4 separate regions of the Mus musculus genome follow, and regions 1, 2 and 3 are each linked to region 4. The links are chromatin contacts, called in public HiChIP or PLAC-seq maps. All regions are on one chromosome and are shown on one strand. The core of a region is the stretch at or near the end of the contact, and the rest is flanking DNA. Distances in the headings are between cores, read along the strand shown.

What was found. HiChIP or PLAC-seq counts read pairs in DNA pulled down with a chosen protein or histone mark.
Region 1: an H3K27ac HiChIP or PLAC-seq map of embryonic stem cells shows a contact between it and region 4, with 6 read pairs. The contact joins the enhancer-like site here to the promoter of F3 in region 4. A contact is called at or near these places in 1 of 39 promoter capture datasets (cranial neural crest), 3 of 115 datasets of contacts at active chromatin or transcription factors (embryonic stem cells and pancreatic cancer cells) and 1 of 9 other capture datasets (adipose tissue).
Region 2: an H3K4me3 HiChIP or PLAC-seq map of bone marrow-derived macrophages shows a contact between it and region 4, with 4 times the contacts expected there. The contact joins the enhancer-like site here to the promoter of F3 in region 4. A contact is called at or near these places in 1 of 15 datasets of contacts at CTCF or cohesin (large pre-B cells), 1 of 484 Hi-C or Micro-C datasets (double positive thymocytes), 6 of 115 datasets of contacts at active chromatin or transcription factors (bone marrow-derived macrophages, embryonic stem cells, neural tube and 1 more) and 1 of 9 other capture datasets (adipose tissue).
Region 3: an H3K4me3 HiChIP or PLAC-seq map of bone marrow-derived macrophages shows a contact between it and region 4, with 9 times the contacts expected there. The contact joins the enhancer-like site here to the promoter of F3 in region 4. A contact is called at or near these places in 19 of 39 promoter capture datasets (the 3T3-L1 cell line, 3T3-L1-derived adipocytes, the C10 cell line and 14 more), 5 of 15 datasets of contacts at CTCF or cohesin (the NIH/3T3 cell line, embryonic stem cells, large pre-B cells and 1 more), 22 of 484 Hi-C or Micro-C datasets (3T3-L1-derived adipocytes, the C2C12 cell line, the HL-1 cell line and 8 more), 32 of 115 datasets of contacts at active chromatin or transcription factors (the HPC-7 cell line, SST interneurons, bone marrow-derived macrophages and 22 more) and 4 of 9 other capture datasets (adipose tissue, bone marrow-derived macrophages, liver and 1 more).

What each region holds. Positions count from the first base shown.
Region 1 is chr3:121,468,513-121,471,212 of GRCm38.p6, reverse strand. All of the region lies in intron 12 of Slc44a3 (solute carrier family 44, member 3), which reads left to right. Among named protein-coding and RNA genes, the nearest start is that of Cnn3, 43 kb to the right of the region's middle. Within about 2 kb of position 1,447, at least 156 of the 459 cell types and tissues checked have an H3K27ac peak or open chromatin away from gene starts, as enhancers often do. A contact at or near this core is called in adipose tissue, embryonic stem cells and pancreatic cancer cells, where this site is marked.
Region 2 is chr3:121,489,864-121,492,563 of GRCm38.p6, reverse strand. It overlaps Slc44a3 (solute carrier family 44, member 3), which reads left to right. Exons shown (of 15, transcript NM_145394.3): 11 at 2,210-2,366. Among named protein-coding and RNA genes, the nearest start is that of Gm38684, 40 kb to the left of the region's middle. Within about 2 kb of position 1,388, at least 48 of the 459 cell types and tissues checked have an H3K27ac peak or open chromatin away from gene starts, as enhancers often do. A contact at or near this core is called in bone marrow-derived macrophages, where this site is marked.
Region 3 is chr3:121,569,513-121,572,212 of GRCm38.p6, reverse strand. Gm33547 (a long non-coding RNA gene) reads left to right here. Exons shown (of 3, transcript XR_867600.1): 2 at 612-675. Among named protein-coding and RNA genes, the nearest start is that of Gm33547, 5.3 kb to the left of the region's middle. Within about 2 kb of position 1,277, at least 54 of the 459 cell types and tissues checked have an H3K27ac peak or open chromatin away from gene starts, as enhancers often do. A contact at or near this core is called in bone marrow-derived macrophages, extraembryonic endoderm stem cells, hematopoietic stem and progenitor cells and 2 more, where this site is marked.
Region 4 is chr3:121,722,261-121,724,960 of GRCm38.p6, reverse strand. F3 (coagulation factor III) reads right to left here and starts at 1,424. Exons shown (of 6, transcript NM_010171.3): 1 at 1,159-1,424. The coding sequence starts at 1,246.

The DNA of each region.
Region 1 (2,700 bases), core at 198-2,697, 250 kb after region 4:
GCATCTTGACAGAGGGACTGCAGGGTTTCTCAGAGCAGTGCAACAGGCAGGGGAGAGAGCCGCAGCACCGGGATTGGAGATGGCAGACCTGGGGCCATGCTGGTTGAGGTTAGAAGTGGCTTGGAGGCTCTCATCTAAGAAGTCCTAGGTGTTTGTGACCCTGGCAGAGATAGGACAAGAGTGGAAACCATGAAGTCAAGAAGCCAGAGAGAAAGAGAACTATCACAATCAACACTCCCTAAAGCTAAAACACAATGCTAAGGAAAAGAAGTCTTTTAGCCCTCATAACAGTTTGTATGGGACTGGACGGATGGCTCAGTGGTTAGGAACACTGGCTGCTCTTCCAGAGGACCCAGGTTGGGGCACCAGCACACACACAGTGGTTCACAATGGTCTGTAGCTCCAGTTCCAGAAAAACTGATGCCTCTCCCAAACTCCTAAAATTAATAAACCTAAAAGAAATATTATTTAAACGCAGCAATAGTTTTCATGTTGGTTTAAGTCATGTGTGTTGAAGGTGTGAGTGCACATGTGTGCATAGCATGAGAGGCCAGAGGACAACCTTCTGTGTTCAGGCACTGCCCACCTTTGTTTGAGACAGGGTCTCGAAGTGGCGTGGGACCCACCAGGTAGGCTAGGCTGGCTGGACAGTGAGCCACCAGGACCAACCTGGCTCCGCCTTCCAAAGGCTGTGACTACAAAACTCATGTGCCACCACAAGGTTAGTCTGTGTGTTTGTTTGTTTGTTTTGAGACAAGGTCTCACTATGTAGCCCTGGCTGGCCCTGAACTCACTCTGTAGACCAAGCAGCCTTGAACTCACAGAGATCTGCCCACCTCTGCCTCTAGATGCTGGGGTTAAAGGCAAGAGTTGGCTTGTTTTGTTTAGATTTTTAACTTGAGTTCTATGGATCTGACTTAGTTCTTCAGGCCTCTAGGACAAGTACTTGATCCACTGAGCATAGAAACTTTCTAGTCCCAGTTTTCCATGATTCATTTTAAAAAGGGGTTTAGGACCAGGGAGATAGCTTACTGGGTAACACTGCTTGCTACACACAAGCTTGGTCCTGAGTTCCATTCCTGGACCCCACAGTGGGAAGAGAGGACTGACAACCAAGTGATGCTGTCCTTGGACCTCACACATGTGCCATAAGATTTGTGTATTCACATGCACATGCGCACACACAACCTAGTAATAAGTAAAACAAAATTAAAGTAAGTTAAAAATGAATAGAAAAGGGGTTTTAGAAAGCTAATCCTCACATGTGAAAGTATTTGTGAGAAATTCAAATATTCCTTCAGTGGGAGTTGAACATCACTTTCTTTACTTGACAACGTTTGTACTTTCACTGAAAAACCCTGTAGAAATCAGTTCTATTGGCTTTGGGCTCCTCTGTGTGCCTGCCTGTCCTTTCAACCGTGCATATTTGCCAAGGAATGTGGGGAGGCAAAGGAGGCAGTGGCCTTCACCGGGGCTACTTGAGACTGATCAGTTGTTTCCTTTCTTCTCTGTCTCTCTGATGCTTAATTCGCCCCCACCCCACCCCCCCACCCCCACCCCCGGCCACAGTGATGAGCTTGGAAAGAATGAGGCCATTCTAAAAATTAAGCCTAAAAGCAAATAAAATTTCAGAAAAGCAAACAAGACTGCATTGCCCTGCTTCTACTTTCTTGGCAGGAGTAACTCTCGGCCTCCCCTCCCCTCTCCTCTCCTCCATGTCTCATCCCTCCCTCCTGGCAGGACCCCTGAAGAGGACAGAGGCGGCCGCTGGCAGGCTTCCCCTCTCACAGTCTCTCTGGTGGTGGTTTGCAGCCTGGTAAACAGTGAATTCTTGAAGGGACTGGTGAATGCCAGACCCTGGAAGGCTCGGGCGTGTCTGCCGGGTGCCTTGACTTCCTCTCCATGTGTTTGTGATAAAATCAGAGATGAAACTGGCTTGGACTAGTTCCTGCAAGTTTTTCTAGGGGCCTCGGAAGGGGTCTGGATGTGCGTGGACTCAGCTACCCCTGTGTGTCTCTGAGGTCTGAGGGTGTATTAGTTACTCAAGTTTGTTTCAGGAGTTCTTTATTTTGAGTGAATAAAATCAGAACTCAGAGAAGCCATTCCAGAAATAAAGCCGGCTATTCATGGCAGGGCTTTGGGGTGAATCCCTTCCCTTCTCTCTGGAGGAAAACTCTATTTACTTTTTTGACGAGTCAACAGCAGCTCCAGTTCACAGCTCTGCCATCAAAAGATGCTGCCTGCCGGTTCAGTTTTCGGGGAGGACAGATGGGTGCTCTCAGGGGATAGAGGATAAGGGTCAGGCTGGGCAAGATTAAGTTTTAATTTAAAGATGGGGGGTGGAGGGAGGACTTTCTAAGTGTTAATATTTTTGGAGAACTCTCTCAAAATAAAGAGTTAATCTAGCTTTTTTTGGTTACCTAATAACACAATGATTAAAATTCTATTAAATGGGAATCATAGTGCCTACAGTGATTATTTTACTGAGCTAAGGCCAAGTTATGTGATCAGAAGAGGGTGCCTGGTCCACTGTGAATCATTTTGTAAACACATGTGTGCATGCATGCATGCAGGTGTGTGTGTGTGTGTATGAGTACACACGCACACGAACACACACACTCATAGAGGCCTGAGAAGGACACCAGGTTTCCTGATGTATCGCTCTCTACCACCACCGCCACCCCACTCCCCACCCCAACC
Region 2 (2,700 bases), core at 139-2,638, 230 kb after region 4:
AGTAAGTTATGCAGTGAAGAGAAATAGCAGGTAGTATCCCTGGTGACTATAGAAAAGGGTGGTGACTTCAAAGACACTCAACTTAGTCTCTCCTTTGCAGGACTGTCTCTAGATTGAAAACAGGTATTGAGTGACTCTTGGCTTGGGTTCAAAGGACCTTTTTTTTTTAAAGTTCCCTCTCTCATCATGTGATAACCCAGCTTCTAAACCTCTGTGTCCTCCTGCAGACAAGCCCTGCAGAGCTTAGCCTTGTGACTTGGGAGGGAAGTCAGGGACCCCAGTTCCCCTGTCCCAAATGATTTATCCCACTGCCGTGAAACCCGCTCAGAAATCTGATACCTGAACCCAGACTTCAGTACCTGGAGGAGCAGCCCCGTTTACAGCAGCCTGTGAATCATTTCTTTCCTAGGCAGATGGGAAGCAGGTGTCCTCTTCAGCATCTTGCTCTCGTAAGCATCTAAAGCTTATAAATCTCAATGGAAAAGTAAACCAAAGGAAAAAGAAAGAGGAGACGGGAAAATGTGTCAGAATTTCCTGGCCTACTCTTCCAGCATCAAATCAAAATGACAAAATAGATTTCCACCCCGACCCCCACTGCTACCGCCACCCCCCACCGCCAGGATCTACTGTAGTCTAGGCTGCCTTCAAATTCACTGTATAGAAGAGAATGATATTAAACCTTTAAAGAAAGAGATTTATTTATTATTATATCTAAGAACACTGTAGCTGTCTTAAGACAGCACCAGAAGAGGGTGTCAGATTTTATTAAGGATGGTTGTGAGCCACCATGTGGTTGCTGGGATTTGAACTCAGGATCTTTGGAAGAGCAGTCAGTGCTCTTACCCGCTGAGCCATCTCTCCAGCCCCCAATATTAAACTTTTGATCCTCCTGCCACTACCTCTACCTCCTCCTGAGTGCTGGAATTGTAGATAACACCACCACTGGGGGGGGGGGGGGGCGTCATACATAGCTGGAGATTGAATCCCAGGCTCTGTGCATGCTAGGCAGGTACTCTACCAAGTGAGCCACCTTGAAACACACAGCAGTTGAGTAGGCAGCCGGGTTCTACCCCAGTATTGCTGCCATGTCCCCTTTCTCTTCCTGGAGGACTTAAGAGCAAACTGCAGCGGATACCAACTCTGGAAACCTTGCTGCCTGTGGGCCTCCTCCTCCCTCAGACTCCCAGGCCACTGTCAAAACCCTCATTCCTAGCAACTTAGCAGACCCAGGCAGTGGTAGAGGAATCTTTTCTAAAGAAAGCAAGCTTCACTTGGAGCCCTGAAGTTGCTTCTGGGAACCCGGCCTCCTTTTCTAGAATGATGTCCCTGGGAACTCAGGGTCGCGAGAGGAAGGTCAGCAGAAGGATGATGTCATCTCTCCTTTCTTTTCGATTTCAGGTTTGAGGGAGAGGGAGGGCTGCTCCCATTCTGGTCTTTCTTCCCCTTTCTTGCTCTGAGAAGCTGACTTGCACTCATTCTTCAGAGCTCTGTCATTACAAGACCAGTAAATGATTCACACTTAAATGACCTTTAAGGAACGGAGAAGAAATCAGCTGGTTTAAGGGAACTCAAAGCTGTGTAGAGCTAAATGGCCCAACTTTGTTGTTTCTTCCCTTCAAAAACCATAGCTCTTGGTTACCTCTGCTGGCCTGGGTCCTGATCATGTGACTTAGAGGATGGCTATCATCGCCAAGTTAATACTGGCAGTAATTACACATATCCCTCGGTTGTTTAAACGGTGAACACAAGACAGACTTAATCTATTGCAAAGAAAAATAATGTCAACAGACAACCAGAAGGGCAGATGGAAGGATCAAGAACTATTAAAGAAACACACACACCCAGACACACACACACACACACACAGACACACACACACCCAGACACATACACACACACCCAGACAGACACACACACACACACACATACACACACACACACCCAGACACACACACACATACACATATATATAAATTAGCTCACTGATATTTTTTTCTGTTTTGTATTTTTGTTTTACACATTTTGGGGGGCCTCCCCAAAAAGTGAGTTAGTCCAAGATGTAAGGTAACCTTGGCTACCAAAGAAGATAAAGTACTTCCTGGGCCACCACTTTACAGGTTGCTAACGCCAATGAGGATCTGAACCAGAGAGGACCTTCTGGTTACATTTTACACAGTGAGTTTTGAATGTTCTTTTCCTCTGTTCCCAGGAATCAAAATGACCCTCCTGCCCGTCCAATCCTTTCGTCTCTCTTCGTACTTTTCTGCTACCATCAAGGAACTGCGGTGAAAGGGTCATTTTTACTCACTGTGACAAGGATCCCAAGAGTCATTTTCATGTGTATTTATAGCACTCTGAAAGAGCCGGTAAGACAGCCCCCTCAAGCCAACGAGCTAAGGATTGGAAATTTAAGGTCCCCACTCAGGAACTCAGACCTACTTCCCAAGCTCTGCTTTTGTCCTGGCTGAGGAAGGAGGAGTTGCCTGTTAGCTGCAGTTCTAATCAAAACGCAGAGCAAATGCTTGAATCCTTATAGAGCAATTTCAGCTAATGTTTGTGCCTCCTTCTTGTGCTTGTTTGTAAGTAAGATACATTACGAAGTAGGAATAATAGTGGCTCTGTTTTGATGCCAACATACTCCCTGCCTGCTGTGTTTCCAGAGGATGCCATGGGAAGTGATTGGTGTGAGCCAGGAGAGAA
Region 3 (2,700 bases), core at 28-2,527, 150 kb after region 4:
AGAGTCTTGCTTCCTGCTGCCTGAGGAGCCAGTGTAGAACTCTCAGCTACTTCTCCAGCAACATGTCTGAGTGCCATGGCGCACCCTGCCACGATAATGAACGAAACTCTGAAACTGTGAGCAAGCCCAAGTTAAGCGCTTTCCTTTATGAGAGTTTGCTGTGGTCCTCGTCTCCTCACGGAAACAGAACACTGACCAAGACACCTATGCTCTCCTTACTCTCCATCTGGAAGTGGCTAGGGAAATACCCTATTCTTCCAATGGCCGACGTCTGCCAAACACACACTTGGGCCCTGTTAAAGGGGATGGGGGAGGCTCATAAAGTGACCCAGGTCATACCAGAGAATGTGGGACCTAGGAAAGAGCCTGTGTTCTAACCTCATGAATGCCAATTGTGCTTCTTAACCTTTCTAGGCCTCTGTTTCCTCACCCCCAAAACAAAGGTTGTGAGGCCCCCTCCTAGCAGGACAGGAAAGAGCTCCAAGGCTACTTGGAGCTGTTATTTCTGAACAAAACAGATATTGCTACACAACGTGTGGGTGACTTCCCTATTTCCTTCCCCCAACCCCTCTCTCATCCCTTGTCCTCCGTTTCCTACTTTCTCTTTGCAGAGGGTACCTTCGATGATGGCAGAGCAGCCCCTGCCCTGACGGACATCACCATCTAGTTAAGAAGGTATGGGTAGGAGTTACCACAATTGCTGTTGTTTTTATGAGGATAAGTACTCAGATGCTAAGTGATTACATGCACTGAATGCACACTGTGTGCACGAATCCTTCTCGAATCCTTCTTGGCCCCTTTCATACATCCGTTCTTTGCATTCAATTCCTCCAGCTCCCCTCTGGGGAGGGATTGTCAGTATCCCAGTGGGAGTCCAGAGAGGATGAGAGTTGCACCTCAAATCCTACAGTTTATACCAGACAGAGCCTCTTGACTAGATTAAAAACTCCAGAGCCAAATCTCCCATGGTGGTAGGTTGGGAAGGCAGTGGCCGACGAAGACAGGCAAAAAGGAGATCTCCCTTCATGAACCTGGACAGGTTCTTCAAAGAGGCATCCATGAAGAACAGAGGGGACTTGATGGAAAAGAGTCATGGGATTAAATTAGTTCAATGCTTAGAAGGGGATGAAGAAGAAATTAAAATGTCGCTGTCATCTGATATCACAATCAAGGAAATAACCTATGGTTTAGGTAACGACGTTAGCACTGATGATACACTGCTGTTGCTTTTCAGAACCCACACCCTCGGGGATGCCTACTTCTTGTTTTGGAGTCTTGCCTCATTTCCTCCTTCATGCTAAGTGATGCCGTTTTTATTTGCGGATGCTGGAGCAGAGTGTCTTCTTAGCATCCTGCCTGCCTTCCCCCATTTTCACATTCATCTACTGGTAAATCACGTGCTTGAGTGTATTTTACCTAACGTTCTAGAACAGATCAGGGAAAGCCCCCTCGCTTTCTAGGAACGTTGGCCGCTATGTGAAGGACTCAGATGACTGCTCCCTCATTCAGTTCTGGCTTTGACTCACTCATTCTCACAGGTTGGGGTCAGGAACTGTGGAAACGTGACATCTCTCTGCTCCACACTCTTCTGTAGACTGGGAATTTTCTCAGCTTGGGCAGGGAGGGGCCACTTTTCTACCAATGTCCATCCTGGGGCTCAAGGTGCTTACCTGCCTTGGGCCTAGCTGGTCAAGGTTATGGCGATGGTCTGCGTTAGACTTCGGAGTAGTAGCCTGAGAATCTTCTCCATTCTCTGCTAGCAAATCCAGAGGAGATGAGGTTGGGGTCAAAGCATTCCTCTTTGCTGTCACTTCGGCAGGGACACCTAAATGTAGTTGGTGTTTCTCTTTAGGCTGCTTAGTGCTTTACATGGCGATGCCCCTGTCCACATGTGGGCTACTAGTTCCCATTGCATTGGGACACCGTCAGAGCAGCTCCTGACCAGGACACAACTGTTTGCTGTGTAAAAGAAGACATGGAAGAGCAGTGATCCTGGTGGTGAAAGAATCTAGCACAGCCCAGACAGAGAGAATTTACTGAACACTGCAGGAGAGTAGACGGCAACTTCCCAGAAGAGAGTATTGCATCAGGAAAGGGGTTAGCAGCTGAGGGGGAGTTATTTGGTCTTATCATATTGGGATTCACTTGTGACCTCTATCTTGAGGCACCCTGCAGACCTCTCATCTTCTTGTTAATTATTCTTGAGACTCCTCCTTTGTGTAATAAGATGTCATGGGATGTTAAGGATTAGGTTCGATTGTCATGTCTTGATTGTCAAAGTGTGGGACTTTGATTTGGGTCTTTTGTCTCTTTTGTCTCTACATACCCTCCTTCCCATCCCAGCACCTCCCCCACAATAGATCAATGCAATCAAATCATTCACCAGGGACAAAAATCTCACTTCTGGAGCGTCAGAGGGAGGGGGGTGCCGCGGGGAGGGGGGTGCCGCGGGGAGGAGGGGCAGGGGGAGGCTGCTGATTCCCCTTGGTGGCTTCAGAACGGTGATGTATAGAAGGCTCAAAGGGTGTTTTGGAAAATGGGAAGGGTTCGTTTGTTTACCACAAGATGTCTAAGGCCGCGCTATGATACCATTTGGAGACTGAGATGATCTTGGTGGTATGAGATAGGTTTTGATGGTTATTATCCATGAGGCAATACCATCTGGAACTCAATGAATGGCTTGCAATCTGGAGGACATCA
Region 4 (2,700 bases), core at 175-2,674:
AATATCTCGAATTGCACCCAGTTCTGTGGTCTCGACCTTGTGTCTTAAACACTTTCCCAGCCTCTGCCATCAAAGGGAGCACATGTTTTGTTGCCAGTCACAAAAATAACGTTGCTAACTTGTCAAGAGCAGAGGGTGTGTGTGTGTGTGTGTGTGTGTGTGTGTACGTGTCCTTCCCCCCACGCCCCATCCCCGCCCTCAGGGCCATATAGTCCTCTAGGCAACACCCATACTGCAATCCGTGGAAAGAGCTGAAGATCCTGAAGTCCTCCTTTAAACTATTCCAGGGAAAGCCCACTTTAAAACGACACAGAAGGAGGGCCCAAGGTGCCAGAGAGTCCCGGACTCTTCCGAAGCCGTCGGAGAGGCCGCAAGGAAGGGTTTGAATAAATTCCAAACAGGGCTAGTCCCCCACACACGTGAGAGTCAGGAATGCACATAAACGAAAAAAAAAAAAAAGAGTCTAACCGGACTTTTCCCATTGTAATCTAAAATATCTTTACACTGAAATTCTCAAGGAGAGCTCGTCAGACGTGCAGCCCACGTGGCACCTGTCACATGGTGGGATGCTATTCCATTAAAGTGCTGTCATCAACGTCTCGTTTTGCAAGCCCCCTGGTTTCAGCCTCTGCCTCAACTCAGCACTGGGTAGATGTGGGTATGCACTCTGTCTTGCCTGAGTTTACAACAGCCTTGCTTCTATCAGACCGAAACCAAAGGCCACAAGAACACCTATTTATTACGGGAAGGCGCACACCTTGTCAGAGATAACATGCAAGCCACGCAAAGCGCAAAGCACGCCGACTTTGGCAAAGGCGGGCCCACGAGCCTGCCACCTTCAAGGGCCCAACATCTAGGAAACTCTCCCTCAGAGTTAAAGCTGGAATCTCAGTTTTATCTTATGCAACCGCGGTGGACGCACAAAGCAGGCATCTTTAGCAGTGACAACTGCCAGGAGTCCGGGCACCAACTACCTTCCATCCCATTGTTCATTCAAATCCTCAGGGCGAGCGCAGCCAAATCCACAGGTACAGCCGGACACCTTGGTGTCCCCAAGGAACCAGAGCAGCACCCCCCCTCCCCCCCCAGCTAGCCAGATAGGTTCTCTGTTTCCCGCGGGCGGAGCGCCCCCGGCTTCTCAGGACCAATGCCACTCACCTGCACCCGCGGTCACCTGGAGGAGGAGGCAGCCGAGAAACGTGGGCGCGAGAGCCGCTAGGAGGCGCGGGCGCACGAGGATCGCCATGTCCAAGGGCTGGAGGCGAGGTCTCGGGGCTTCAGCGGCGGCGCGTTGGCTACGCTACAGGAGCGATCGGAGGGAGCGAGTGATGGGTACCGGCTGTACCCAGGCTGCCGGGGTCGGCGCGGGGTGCGTTATAAAGGGCCGCGCGGACACCGGCTCCTCTCCACCCCGCGCCGCCTCCGCCGAAGCTCGCGACTCCCCGCCCCCCGGCCCGGGTCACTCGCTTTCGCGGTGGGCGGCTCCCGATCAGTCCACACCCCTGCCCCGCCCACTCCCCTCCTGTAGGAAACTCCGAGACCCCGAAAGGGGTGACTCAACCGTGATTCAACAGCGCCGCGGAGCACCGAGCTGCCCCTTCGGCGCAGGCGGATCCAGGTACTGCGGAGACCCAGGCTCCCGGGCTGATCCCTGGATGACCAGCCTGGGTGGCTGGCTGGGGAGAAAGGAGTGTCATTGAAGGGACTTAAGTTGAAAGTCAAGGGAGTCTTACTTTTCCTCTGCTTTCGATGTACGCTGAGGCCCTAGCAGAGGATGTATCAAAGCCCCTGGACCACTCCTGGTAGCAGAGGGCAGTTCCAAAGCCCTGCCTGAACACGCAGTGGCTAGCAGATCATTCTGTCAGTCCCTTTGGTCCGCTGCACAGGGCGGTGCAGTAAATGCACGTGTCTGCCATGGACAAGGGCCCTGGATTAGGTCTAAAGGCCACTTGGCACCCCACTCCCGTTCCCGAGGTGACCGAGGAACTGCAACATGAAGCCTGAGAGAATTTGAGCGTGACTTCTGTAGCCACGGGGGTTCCAGGAAGGATGATTCTCACGTTGAGGAAGCCCGCAGTGGGTTTGAGTGAATTCCTCCAAAGCGCAGAAAAACAAAAAATGAAACTGAAAAATAAACATTCGGACGTTCCAATTTGTGTTTTCCCTTCCTGGATGCTGGGAATGGACCCAGGAGCCCACCTCTGTCACTGAGCCTAGTGGCAGCCAGGTGTCACTTGCAAGCTTTGGGTTTTCTTCATTTATTTCCTGGCCTCCTGTTCTAGGCTTTGCCGTGACGTTGTTGAAGCCTTAGACGATCACTTATCCTACTGGTAGCATTTGCTCGACAGTGTATCAAACGATTTCTTGTCACTCCTGGTTGACTGTCCAGTTTATCCCTTCTTTTCCAATTTCCCTAATTCTGCGACCCTTTAACACAGCTCCTCATATTGTAGTGATCCCAACCATAAAATTATTTTTATTGCTACTTCATAACTGTAATTTTGCTACGGTTATGAACTGTAATGTAAATATCTGTGTCTTTGGATGCTTTGTACAATCTTCCTTCCTTCCTTCCTTCCTTCCTTCCTTCCTTCCTTTCTTCCTTCCTTTTTTACTTTCCTTGAGTAAAGTCAAACTTGGGTCCACCTTGTAGGCTCTGAGAAGTGTAAAGAGTAACTAAGCTGTCGTCCCACTCACAGT